3 separate regions of the Mus musculus genome follow, and all the other regions are linked to region 2. Evidence: chromatin contacts called from public Hi-C and promoter capture Hi-C data. All regions are on one chromosome and are shown on one strand. Each heading gives the region's core, a stretch centred on a gene start, on an enhancer-like site or on the middle of the called end of the contact. The rest is flanking DNA. Distances are from core to core; before and after follow the strand shown.

Evidence for each region. Promoter capture Hi-C pulls out the DNA fragments that hold promoters and counts their contacts. Hi-C and Micro-C count contacts between places; a contact is called where the count stands out from the background.
Region 1: a Hi-C map of B cells shows a contact between it and region 2, with 5 read pairs. The contact joins the enhancer-like site here to the promoter of Chaserr in region 2. A contact is called at or near these places in 2 of 484 Hi-C or Micro-C datasets (B cells and spermatogonial stem cells) and 1 of 115 datasets of contacts at active chromatin or transcription factors (bone marrow-derived dendritic cells).
Region 3: a promoter capture Hi-C map of the C10 cell line shows a contact between it and region 2, with 7 times the contacts expected there. The contact joins the promoter of AU020206 here to the promoter of Chaserr in region 2. A contact is called at or near these places in 1 of 39 promoter capture datasets (the C10 cell line) and 1 of 484 Hi-C or Micro-C datasets (B cells).

What each region holds. Positions count from the first base shown.
Region 1 is chr7:75,583,574-75,588,020 of GRCm38.p6, forward strand. Akap13 (A kinase (PRKA) anchor protein 13) reads left to right here. Exons shown (of 37, transcript NM_029332.1): 5 at 2,584-2,767. Among named protein-coding and RNA genes, the nearest start is that of Akap13, 130 kb to the left of the region's middle. Within about 2 kb of position 2,693, at least 178 of the 459 cell types and tissues checked have an H3K27ac peak or open chromatin away from gene starts, as enhancers often do. A contact at or near this core is called in B cells and bone marrow-derived dendritic cells, where this site is marked.
Region 2 is chr7:73,555,381-73,559,887 of GRCm38.p6, forward strand. Chaserr (CHD2 adjacent suppressive regulatory RNA) reads right to left here and starts at 3,015. Exons shown (of 5, transcript NR_037569.1): 1 at 2,659-3,015; 2 at 475-540. RefSeq lists a cis regulatory region at 2,497-3,586.
Region 3 is chr7:75,778,878-75,783,476 of GRCm38.p6, forward strand. AU020206 (expressed sequence AU020206) reads right to left here and starts at 3,243. Exons shown (of 3, transcript NR_165329.1): 1 at 3,175-3,243; 2 at 1,748-1,879. RefSeq lists a cis regulatory region at 2,864-3,606.

The DNA.
Region 1 (4,447 bases), core at 1,443-3,942, 2.0 Mb after region 2:
GCCTTATGTAGCATTTCACTTATATGAACTTTTCAAATAGGCAAAAAGCATGAAAAACTCAAAGTAGTGGTTGGCTTTAGTAATGAAGCCCTGACCAGAAAAGGGCATAAAGGAACTTTGTGTGATGTTCATAATGTTCTACATTTTGATGGGAGTTTGACAATCCAGGTGTCAAATGGGCTAGAGGTGGTGGTACTTGCCTTTAATCCCAGCACACGACAAGCAGAAGCAGCCAGATCTCTCTGAGTTTCAAGGCCAGACTGGTCTTTATAGCGAGTTCTAGGACAGGCAGAACTACATAGTGAGACCTTGTCTCAAAAGAGTATCAAATGTTATACTTGTATTTTCCTGTATCTTAGTCATTTAATTCCCATATTGAATTCTAGTTGATGGTACCCATCAAGTTAGTCTGGTGTCTTCAGCTCCCTTTGAATGAGTAAATACTTGAAGAATAAATACTTGATAAAGCAAATACATTGATAGAATATTTATTGTAGGACATAAGTTGTTGAATATCTGATGAATGCATTGTTCTTCCAAATTACATGTGCTTTAAATGCTAATAGAAGATGGGGAGTGGGGCTGAAAGCAGCCGCATTGGGCTTTGGGCTTTATGGTAACTCGCCTTATGGTGACTCAGAACAAAGGAACTTAAAAGAGTAGAGGCTGGAAAGGAAGCTACTTTAAGGACATAATACCTGATAAGGCTGGACTTAACCAGCTCTGGAAAAAACATACCCACATATTTCCTGGTCTGTAAGTGCTTAGCACTTTGGTGTTTTGATAAGGTTGTCAGGATGTTTGTGAGAGGCATAAAGCACAAGTCAGAAGTATTTAATACTGATGAGAGTTTTTTCTGCCTTTTCTCTAAGTCTTGCCACTTCTTCAGAGGCTATATTTATTAAAGCTTTATGATTGGAAACATAATTATTTCTTCAAGGACATTATTTTCTCTGGTTTCTTGTGGGAGTAAGGTTTAGTTCTTAAGAATCCTGAGAATCAAACCCAGCCCCCATGTTTGCTCAGCAAGTGTTCTGTTCTTGAGCAGTCCCCTGCACCCCTGCCCCATCCCTGAAGCATTGATTTTAGTCTCCATTTGTGCTTGAACACATAGCAAATCTTGAGTTGATCCATGCATAAATAGGATTTGGGAGAGAAACATGAAAGACCATTTGCTTTTAATGAAATTTATATTGGTCACAGGCAAGTGACATTAGGAAACAGTGAGTTCGGGACTGGATAAATATCTCCGTGATTAAGAACTGGTAGAGGACCTGCGTTCAGTTCCCAACACTCAAGTCAAGGTGCTCACAGCTCCCTGGAACTCCAGCTCCCTCTTCTCTCAGATACTGCACTGTCGTGAAAAGTCCCCCAGCCCCAAAGAAATGAAATCTCTTTTTAAAAATTATTTTTAAAAAATGCACCTCATTGTTCACTCCTGTTGTGATATTCACATATAGAAGAATCTGACAAAAGGAAAACACTAGGTTCATCCAAGAAGTCTAGAATGCTTTGGCCCTAGGACCTGCCCTCACACAAGACAATGAGCTAGGAAAAGGGTGTTGCTAGTGAAGTTAGCATGTACTTCGAAGCCCAAGAACAGGGCCAGAGGCAGAGAAAGGGTGAAGGACCCTACAGCCAGGCGTTAGTCTAGCATTTCACCTACCCTTCTCTGTTACAGCAGCTCTCAGTGAGGGGATGGTGGCTTGCTCACGGGAATATGAAAGTGAAGCTCTGAGAAGCAAGTGAGCCATGCCTAGTCACTTCTATGATTAAGGCCAGGCCTGGACCCACTTTTGCCTGATCTGAAGCCCTTTCTTGTCCTACCCACACTCTTAGTGACCCAGTATGCCAAGAAGGATCCCTCATTTCTAGTGAACTCAGCCCAAGCACTTGTTTTCTCGCCGAAAGTTATTAGTGTAGTCTTACAGTTCATCCCATTGTACCTGAAGATTCATTTCGTTTTCTCATTAAGCAAACACAAGGTTGGTAGTGCCAGAAATTCGATATGCCCTTAGTGTGAGGGACTAAAGACCTGTATGTACTTAACAAGTCTAACCTGTTTGTAGTGTTTAACTAGCCAATTCCTGTCTGAGCGTTCTTTAAAAAGTAATTATACCCTTCAGATTATACCCATTTGAGTCCTGAAAACTGTTCACCTTAGATCCAAGGAACTGCATTTACTTCTATTATTGTTGTCGTTTTTTTGTTTTTGTTTTGTTTTTGGTTTTGTTTGTTTGTTTGTTTGTTTGTTTTTTAATGGAAGGAGCATAGTGGGGACACCTGTATTAACCTCTCTGAAAAAGCACAGCTATGGCTTGGTTCTCTATGTGCGTATTTGTCTGCTGTTGAAGATTTTGTGTCACAATTTTTTTCTAGCTTTATTTTTGCCTTTACTTGAAAGGCGATTTTTACCTGGAATAAAGTTGTTGGCTGCATGTTACAGATGACCTTCACGGTGCTAGATACTTGAAGGCAACAGTGTGTCTGCCTAGACTGGTCTTCTATTGCCAGTGGGGTTTGGCTCTTTGTTGGTGGTGGTTGTTACAGGCTTTAATTTTCATGCTCTTCCCCCGTTCACAGACGGTGGCCCTCGGGAAACCCTGATGCACTTTGCTGTGCGGCTGGGACTGCTGCGGTTGACATGGTTCCTGTTACAGAAGCCAGGTGGCCGTGGAGCTCTCAGCATCCACAACAAGGAAGGGGCAACGCCTGTGAGCCTGGCACTGGAGCGAGGTTATCACGAACTTCACCAGCTTCTGACTGAGTGAGTGTCTCTTCCCGGTCCCCTCTTGTCAGTCTCCACCCCACATTTCAGAGCAGTACAGCCCACTGGCTCTGCACCTCGCCTGTGCTGCAGGAGGGCTGGAAGCTTGCTCCTGCCAACTGCTTCGTTGTAGGAGCCCCGCGTGAGTCATGTTACCACTTTTCTTTCTCTTGTCTCTGTTTTCACTGCTTCTTGCCACTGTCTTTTATTGAGAACGCAATGGCATCTTGTCCGTGGAGGTAGTGTAATGTTACTAATGTATAGATTATATGACCGAGTAGAGGAAGAAACAAGTTTTCCTGTGATACGTTTTGTTTTTTTCCTGTAATGTCTTCAGGACATGAACAAGATAATTAGAAGTTAATAGTTAGGTATTGTAATTGTATATAAAATATGGTAAAAGTTGAATTTTGGTTTGAATGCGATTTCTGTGCATAAAGTTAAGAGAAGTAGTTTCTTATGAGTACAGTTAAAAGCAGTTACATTGTTGTAGAAGTATGCAGTAGGAAATCCTGTTTGTCTTTGGGGTCAGTTCTGTGTTTCTTTAAAGCCTCCTGTGGAGGAAGACTACTAGTCAAAACATTGAAGAATGTGTTTTTCCTTTATAAATAAAGGAATAAATGCTTGACAGTAGCCAATGCTTCTTCGTTGGAATATTTTCTTGCTTAGTATATTTTTACTAGTTTTATGATCATGATTTTTCTATCATGTGAGCCAAAACTGTATTGGTTCCCTGTTTCTCCTATTGAGGGATCCTTGTAAACTCAGGCAGTATTTCCAGAGTCCCACATATTATCCTTTGCTTGAGTCAAACTTCATGTAGTTGGATATCCATGTCATTGTTAATCACATGTGAACAAGGTAATCAGGAAGGACCAGGACGAGGACTCTAGAATTTAAGACAGCTTACAGTTATATAAGCGGAACTCTTTTTGTTGTTGTTGTTGCTCCTGTTGTTTGTTGCACTTGCTGGGCTTATAGCTTTCCCAGTCAAGCCAGGCAGAAACGTCGTTGCAGACAGCTTTGCAATGAGAGGTGCTGAGATGCAACAGTGGAAAGAAGGGCACTCTTCATCTTGGATGAGCTTTGGACACCTGAGCTCTCACATTCCAGAATGTAGTCTATTCTGTTCCTCCATGCTTACCTTCTGGCCTGTGATCAGTTTCATTCTGTGGTTTGCCTCATGGTTTCAGAGAGGGCTGCATTGTTCTAAAAATTAAAACAATTAACTCAGAACAGCTATTACTATTTTCAAAGGCAGTTCCTCCGGATTTGATGTTACAGCTGGGTGTTTGCTGGGAAGTGGAGCTTGTTATGGACTGCCGTCCAAATGGGGAAATAAGGTGGTTGCAACAGCTTCATTATATGTTTAGACCTGGGTGTCACAAGATGGTTATTGTAGCATGATTTGAAATTTGGGATATAATTATTCTTGGAGATTTTTACTTTAAAACTGAAGGTCACTAATGATTCATCTTACAGGGGAAGGTGAGGGGAAGTCCAGCCGAGAGATGAAGTAGAGGATGGTGTTGAGAGCATGCGCGCTTACTGCAGGTGCCTCTGCCTTAGTGAATTCCTCTGGGTAGTCACTGGTTTAAAGCCAAGGAAAGTGCTGAGTCACAGCTGCCCAGAGAAAAAGTAGATGTGGTTCTCCTTATTCTCTGTCGTAGTTGAATACCA
Region 2 (4,507 bases), core at 1,765-4,264:
CAGTAACAAATAGAATGTTTTAAAACTTTATACAGAACAGAAACTAACTTTTGACATATTGCTCCCTAAAATCTATTAGTCTAAATGGCAAAAAAAAAAATTTTAATGTCCTATTAAGTCTCAAGTATTTAAAATGTAAAAACAGTTTGATATTAAAGTGGGGGGGGGGGGAGGACCATTTTGGTCCATGCCTGGCTCTAAAACCTTCTTACCAAAATTAAACAAAGCCTTAAAGACCTGCAGTATTTATACTATTCAAAGGTACATTATATTACAATGGCCATATGAATATTCCTTTAACCACTTACTCAGCGAAAGAGGCTTTTAAATGTTTTTTAATTTCATGTATTCATTCATAATCACTTTTTAAAATCATAAATACTAACTGAATGTTTGAAATACATCACCAAAAAGGCAAAACAAAAGTCTATTAAGTTAATTTTATGTTTAAACCAATAAATTTACCAATCTTACCTGGGATAAAAGCTGTATTTATTCAGAATTATCAGCAACCACATTAATTATCATCTTCTAAGTTACCTTTAAAGAAAATAAGAAAAAATATTTAAATGTTTTGATTTTTAACGTTTTCTTGACCAAAGACTCAGTGTGATAAAATGAGAAAAATATTCCAAAGACAAGATTCATGTAAAAACGTGGGGTGATACAACCTGAACATTTCTGCCTACAGTTATTCCTTATCTCAAATGTCTATGCCTATCAGTCTTTGTTTTCCTCATTTGGAATGTACTGACACATACTAGGGATTAAAACACTGGAATCCGAAAAGACACACAGAAAATACAAATGACTATCCCTTTGCTTTCCTTTTTCCATTAAGTCAGGTAAACAAAAACAAAGGAAACATTGACAATGTTTTTAAAAAATGCCACGATCTTAAATTTTTTTAGCATCTTCAAATAGCTCTTATATTTATGAGTATTAAAAATCAACTCCTCCAGGAGAAATTAGTGAACTTAAAATGGCCACTGGTTACTGTAAATTTTAAACTAGAAGCTATTTGATCTCACCAAATGGGGTATTAGCATTGTCTTTTAAGCAGCTCTAAAACTTGTGGTATCTAATGACCTTCATTCAATACCAAACCAGGGTCCAGAATATTGTCTTTCTCCTACCAAATTTATCATGTAAGATCATAGATCTGCTAACAATTATTTTCACATTTTATAACTCAAAAAGGATTCTGAACTACATTCTCAATCGCTTTAAAACCACTTTCAGTGATAAAATATTCCACAGCATTCTTTTGAAAAAACAAAATTAGTACTGAGAAATTCTGAGAAATCAAGGTATGGGCAACTGATAGACTATGTCTACCCCATAAAAGGTATTCCAATTGTTTTCTACTGTAAATACCCGATGAAATAAGGTCCAATCAACCCGCACCTTTGATTTTAGATGAGCTACGTAAGTCTCCCCAACACTGTCTTTACGCAGTTATTCACCTTTACAGCACAAGAGCTCCGCAGAATGAAGACAAATATATTCAAAAATACACAAAGGTCTGAACACTCCTAGTCTTCCAACGACTGATCCTAAATTACCTCAAATAATTTTTAAATGAGTATGCAGAAACAAATTTTTTAAAACTGTTGTTTCCATACTGTTCCGTTTCTAAGCACACCTCGACTTTTATACGTGCAACAAATGCAACAAATATGGCCCCTCTTCATCGCCCATCAATGGCAGTCTTACTTCAGGATTTACACTAAGTAACTTAAAGAGCTCTGCTTTTAGAATATTTCTTAACTTTTACGGCCAAGGTTTCTAATAGTATACACTCTCTTTTAAACAAGATGAATTTTAACTTGTAAAGGGTCGGAACCGCCTCAAGTTAGATTTAACATTCAAGTGAGAAGTTGCTGATAACGGCTTTACCTACTCATTTAAAAAAGTATCAAACAGTACGGTTATGTTCAAGTATCAGGATGTCAAATGGTCTTAACGAAAGTTCTCGGTAAAAATAAGCTGTATTCATCAAACGCCATCATCTTGCACCATAATTATCAAATCTACTTCCTTTAAACTGCCTTGTTGCCGTCGTCATTTTTGAAATACTAGATGCACTCCTGTAACTTGCCTTTTCTAAAAGACAACAAACGTCACGGACGTTTAACAAGCTGAAAGGTACCTTTGCATCTAGAACACTAACAGCCGTTCTCAAAAGCAGCTTAGAAAGAGTTAAAAGCCAACACCCAACAGGGAGAAGGGGGGAAAAAGACAAGTTTTATTTTGGTTTAAGCGAAGTGAGAGGTTCCATTGTTCTTTTAGATCCGACCCCAAAGATGGGTTCCCACCTCACTGGAAAAGATTTTTAAAAGCCCATCAACGGAGGATTGTTGTTATTTCTCGCTAAGTATCGAAGTAACTCACCAGAGCAAGCAGGGGTTCCACGGCGCGGCCGCCGCCCTCTCCCCGCTGGCTCGGACCGCAGCGCGGCGCCCGGCTGGGTATGCAGCGGGAACGCGGTGGCCCGACCCCGTGCTCCCGTGGCATCGGCCCTCCGCGGCAGTGCCCGGGGCTGCGTGTGCAGAGCCAGCCGGCAGCCACCCGCCGCCCCTCCCGCCCGCGCTCAAGGACGTCGTGCTTTTCCTCCCAAGGACAAAGGACAATAAAGGGAGCAGGGGAGCTACTCACCGGGTCGAAGCGCGGCCCCTGCCGCCATCGGCTCGCTCTTCCTCGCGTGTCCAGGACGGGTCGCCCGCCGCAGCCTCCCGCCCGCGGCGCGAAGCCGCCTCCCGGCCGCGCGCGACACCAGCACCGCCGCTGCCGCAGCGGAGCCACGGGCGTCGTGGGCCCGGCCTCCCCGGGCGCTCCGGCCGCGAGCTCCCACATCGCGCGCGGCCGCCTCGCCCCAGCCGCGGCCTCCCCGCTCTCCCAGAGCCCTCCAGGACGCCGGGGTAGCGCTCCCAGCGCAGCGGCGAGCCCACGGGCCGCGGCAGACCGCCTGACAGCTGGGCTTGCTGCTGCCTCTCCGGCCATCTTGTGCCGTGTGTGGTGTCTCTCCCGTCTCCTCGCTCGGCTTTCCTCCCTCCTCCTCCTCCCCCCGCCCCACACACCACACAACATGGCCTCTTCGCTGCGGCGGGAGCTGCGGCGGCGGCTAGAGCTCCGCGGCGCTCCAGCTCGCTCCCCTCCCCCAACCTCCCGCCTGCAGCTCCGGGACCCCCAGTGCGCACGCGCGCCGACACCCGCCCGCGGCGGCCATTGGCTGGGCTAGCTTCCTGCCCTCGCTTCCCGGAGCGGCATCACGCACTTCGTTCGTACCTTCCTCCCGCCCCAACTGCATACTATTGGTCAGTTCTGAACCCACCGCTTCCATGTTCTCAGCACCAATAGGGCTTATTTAATGCCAATCATAGCCCGTGGGCGTTTCAGGAGAGAAGTCCTGACCTGCGATTGGCAGATAGTGAAACTCTGGGTTTGCGGGGAGAGACGTAACTTTCTGCTCCGCAGTGCGGACCCTCGAAGGTAGTTTGTGTACGGACGAGCCATTAAAAGCTAACCTTTCCTGTTTCTGACTTGAGATTTTTTTCGTCCACAAAGGAAGAGGAAGTGATAGAGCGAAAACGACATGATTGACAAGATAAGCAAAAACTGCAGAACCTTCCTTCTTGGGCAAGCGCCATAGCCTCAGGATTTTTTGCCCCTAAGGAACCAGACCACAGGCAGGTTATGACCAGCACATTCGCTAACCTAATATCTGACTTGATATACCACTTATTTGAGGTAATCTAGTAGCATGCCCAGTAGTCCTGAGGGCCTAACAAACCAGCCTCTTAATTCTGATTAGCTGGATCCCACATTTTAGGGCAGCGTTGTTGAAGTGGTAGTTTAAACATGTCTATCCAGCTTTCCCCCAGAGAATTACACAGTACAAGCTTCATTTCCTCTCAAAAACTCCACTCTTTTACATTTCTTCTTCCCACTTCTGCCTGGAAACAAGTTTAGGCAGAATACAAATGAATCTCTGAACCGTCTGTCCTCAAGTATCTAAGGAAGTTGTTCTCGCACAGAAGCGGAATGTGGAAATGTTTCTTTTGGCAAGGGGCTAGGGGAAAAGAAAATATGCTATTAGTTTCCATGAGGGAAAAACACTTTTAAGAAGGGGCTTGCTTGTTGAGATGAGAGGAACAGTTCTAAAATTCTCTTGAAACTTAGTTTGCTCCTGGGTTAAAAATCACATTACTTGATCATGGACCACAAAAGTCGTTCTAGTTCCCTTTTGGAGGGGTGTGGAATCAGGTCTCTTTAACATAGTGTTGGCTGTCCTGATGTTTTTTAACGTTAATTTGAGCGTGTGTATGTGTCTGTCTGTCTGTCCACATTAAGTGTCACAGCACTTAATGTACACAGGAGGTGAAAGGACACAGTATAGGAGTCGCTTCTCTCCTACATCAGGCTTGTCAGCATAGCACCTTTTACAGGTGAACCTCAGGTTGACCCTTCAAACCCTTGCTTAAAAAAAAAAAATTACACTGAGGCT
Region 3 (4,599 bases), core at 1,993-4,492, 2.2 Mb after region 2:
TCTGTTTATAGTTTTGACTTCCCCTGTTGCCCCTGCATTTCCACTGTCTGATTGGTGAGGGGCCCCAAGGGTTTTTGTAAAATACCAAATGTAAAGACGGCCCCTAGATTGGCCCCAACTGAAAAGGTTACCATAGGCTCCTAGGGGCCTAATTTTAAAGAGCTATGGCCCTACTACATGCTCTTAAAGCTAAAACTGGCCCCAGCGGGAACAGACCTGTCTTCGATAGGGGCATTCATTTTTCCAGTGCCCCAATCTCTTGCAGTAAGCACACTGGTCTCTTCTAAGCCTCTGTGGTCTCTGGCCACGACTGAAGGAGTCACAGAAAATCCCTGCCTCGGTCAGACACTTAATCACTGTTTTTGCTGTCAGCACTTCATCGCTCTCTCTATTGTCAAACACTCTCTGGGCTATTCTCAATAATTCTGACCTAGTCATGTATTCAAATCCATACTGGTTTTGGATTGCATTACGTATGTCTGAGGCCGAATTTTCAACGAAGGTTTGGTTAATCTCCCTGAAGTTTATTGGGTCGTCCGGATCTATGTGTGTGTGTTTACGGTACACCTCCAGGAGGCGCTCAAGAAACTCGAAAGGCGATTCCTTTGGACGCTGTATAGTACACATCACCATGATGAAGTTAGTGGGCTTCCAGGCTGCCTGTCTCATTCCTTCTAACAAAGCCTTGTGGTAATATCTGAGTTCCCTCCTATCTTTCTCTGTCCTGTAGTCATGTCTCCATGTAGGTAGGACACAGTCAACCTCATCTGCCCTCCACCTGCCAGTCTGTGTGCCCATTCTGAAAAATGCTTTCTCCGCCTCAGTCAGAATCCGGTTCCTCTCTTCAGAGGTGAAGAAGATGGCTAAGATATTCTCACAGTCATCCAGGGAAGGAAGGTGGATGGAGAAGATAGACTCCATTAGAGAGATCAGAGAACTTGGGTTTTTGCTGAAAGAAGGGTACTGCATCTTCCATTTTAAGAGAGCAGTGGTCGTTAAAGGTACATAGGCTATACAGCTCCCGCTGGTGCTCAAAGGAGGGCTCTGGGTGTTCCGGTTAGAAAGATCAGCAGCAGGAGACCTGGTGAGGGAGGAGGACCCAGTCTGACGACAGTTAGAAGCATAAGGAAGTAAATCCCAATCGGATGTGGGGAGGGGGAAGGGCGGGGAGTGGTCCGGCTGGTGGGGTGGGGGTGGAGGTGAGGATTTGGGGGGTCTGGATTTAGATGAGGGCTGAGATCGGGGTTTGGATTTAGATGAGGGCTGAGGTGAGGGCTGAGGTGAGGGCTGAGATCGGGGTTTGGATTTAGATGAGGGCTGAGATCGGGGTCTGGATTTAGATGAGGGCTGAGATCGGAGTTTGGATTTAGATGAGGGCTGAGGTGAGGACTGAGGTGAGGGCTGAGGTGAGGGCTGAGATCGGGGTTTGGATTGAGATGGGCACTGACAGGAGTGAAGCAGTGGGGAGTTCTGTATGTAGGGTTTACTAGTCTTGTTACCCATTTTGTCTTCCAGTCACCCCAAACCCAAACCTCAGAAGACTCAGGACAAAAACAAAAAACAAAACAAAACAAAACAAAAAACAGAAAAGGCAAACAAAACAGAACAGGACACACAGGACCAAGAAGGCAGTGTGACCTCTCCCTAGTGCCCTGGACAGGAGTTCATCTATCTCCTAAGACACTGTATCCAGATGGGATCCTAGTAGAAGAGGACCAGATGTTACGTAAGGAAAGCAATGACTTACCAATGAAGGCTCCTCATCCAGGTGCTTGCTGGGTTTCTTTTCCTGCAGCTGTGGACCTCCGAACTGAAATCAAGCCTGCAGGGGCCTTGGAACGTCTCAAGGTGCACACCCTGGGCAGTGGTGCTCTGGTACCTGAGGTTTGAAGGGAAGGGTCCAGGTTCTGAATTTGGGTAGGGATTTGTTAAAGCTACCCTCCGCCCTAGCTTAGCCCCTCCCCCCCCGCCCCCCCACCCCCCCCTCCGTCCCCCGCCCCCCCCCCCCAATTTAGCTGTAACCCTCCTGCCTCATGCTTGTCAGCCACCTCATACTGCTGACAACAGTTTGGCTCAGAGAGAGATCAAGTTGGCCATATATCCTGTTCTGTTCTGAGGTTCTTAGAAATTCCCCAACCACAGCCTTCACTTGGGACCAACCAAAATAGAAACCAGCTTCAACTGTTATGCCTAAACTAGTAACAACTTGGGAAAGGCAGACCACCTGCAGCCCGCCCAGTACCTGCTTATAAAAGCTCCCTGTGGGGTTTTAACCTCTATAAACTGACCCTAGAAAACATTCAGGGTTGTAGCTTCCAGCTGTAGAGTCTGAGCTACATCTCTGATTGATCAATCTTAGGATGTGCGTTCGATAAACTATCCCTGACTGAAATCTATGTTTATACAGTTTATGGACCCTAACAGCTTCTTATATCACTGGAGCCTCCAAAATTAATTAATTTATTAATCCCACCGAATGAGGATAAAGAACACCTTATTCCGTGCACAGCCAAGTCTGTGCACAGCTGTCTCCCCCTAAATTTCCCATACTTCTCTTATAGGACAAAACCAATGGGAGAGAGAGGTATTTTGCAAGCAGGCGGGTTTACAGAGAGCACAAGGCAGTTATAGAACTCTTCCTGGAGCACAAGGTACAAAACATCTGTCGGGCACAGCCTAACTCCAAGAAACAGAATATTAAAACTTTTACCCCAGTCGGGTCTACAAAGTGAGTTCCAGGACAGCCAGGGCTACACAGAGAAACCCTGTCTCAAAAAACAAACAAAACAAAACAAAAAACTTTTACCTAGCCGGGCAGTGGTGGTGCACGCCTTTAATCCCAGCACGTGGGAGGCAGTGGCAGGTGGATTTCTGAGTTCGAGTCCTGCCTGGTCTACAAAGTAAGTTCCAGGACAGCCAGGGCTACACAGAGAAACCCTGTCTCGAAACCCTCTAGCCCCCACCCCACCCCAAAAAACTTTAACCTAACTGAGGCAGAATCTCAAAATGACTCCTGGTCTTAAATGGAGTCCGGCTGCTATCTCGACCCAAACTCCCCGACCCAGTAAACCGGACCCACGGTTCCACACGCTTCCGGGCGCTCCTGCCGCAAGGAGGCCGTCCGGATAACGGGCACTGCGAACACGGTCGGCCAGGACTCAACCCGGTACTCACCATGCAGCTCACGCACTGCAAGTCCCTGCCGCCGCCGCCGCCGCTGACGCAGTGCTGCCGCCAAAAAGCCAATTTCTCCCCAATTCCCGCCCCATTTTATGGTTCCTAAGCACAAAAGCCAATCAGAGGCCGTAGATTTGTGACGGATGGCCCGACGAACCCATACTACAGCTGCATTTGGAGGAAGGGGTGGGCTGCCCCAGCCTCTGGTCCAGCGAGGGGCCGGGAGGGGAAAGAAAAGTTAGTGCCACCTGATTCTTTTTTTGTTTGTTTGTTTTCGAGACAGGGTTTCTCTGTATAGCCCTGGCTGTCCTGGAACTCACTTTATAGACCAGGCTGGCCTCGAACTCAGAAAAAAGAACAAAGGATTCATATATTTTTGCCTCCCACACCTAGTTAGATTGCAACGCAAATGTTTTAATCCGCCCCCACCCCCACCCAGTAAAACCCTGGTTTAGTAGTGGCGCACACCTTTAATCCCAGCACTCGGGAGGCAGAGGCAGGCAGATTTCTGAGTTCGAGGCCAGCCTGGTCTACAAAGTGAGTTCCAGGACAGCCAGGGCTACACAGAGAAACCCTGTCTCGGAAAAAAAACAAAAGCCAAAACCAAAACCAAAACCAAAACCAAATCTTGGTTTACTCAAGGCAACAAACTGCATTCCAGGAGTCCCATGGCCTGCAGCAGTGACCTTGTAAAGATGAAGCATGGTGTGAGTATCTACATCTTAAGTCAGCCACACATTCACATTTGCTGGGGCTTGATCATTATTGAAAATAAGCCAAGGGTAGATGTGTTCTGCTTCTCCCCACGCCCCTTTCCTTCTGCATGAAGCCAGCTCAGTCATCGGGGTCTCAAAGGAGGGAGGGAGGTTAAAGAAAGAAAAGACAATTAAACAACATTATAACACGACCCCAACCAGGGCTGATGTGGGTTTATTTTTCTCCAGCTTGCTTTTATGTCATCTAAGGTCAGTTCTTAGATTAAAGACAATGTAGTCAAACAAGGCAATAAACAGGATGACCAAGACACAAGGAACACAGTACATTATTCTTATCTGAGCCTCCTCCCTTGTCCTCCAAGCCAAAAGTAAATATTCTTGCCAATATCCTTGAAGCTGCATCAAGGACTCTCCACACTGTGAGTATCCACATCTTAAGTCAGCCACCTATCCACTGAGGTTTGACCATCACTGAAGATAAGCCAAGGGTCAGATGTGTTCTGTTTCTCCTCATGCCCCTTTCCTTCTGTGTGACTCAGAAATGTATTCATGCCCCTTTCCTTCTGTGTGACTCAGAAATGTATTATTAAGAGAGACCAGAAACAAAAAAAAAAGAGACCAGATACTGCCGGGCAGTGGTGGCACACACCTTTAATCCCAGCACTTGGGAGGCAGAGGGAGGCAGATTTGAGTTCAGGGCCAGCCT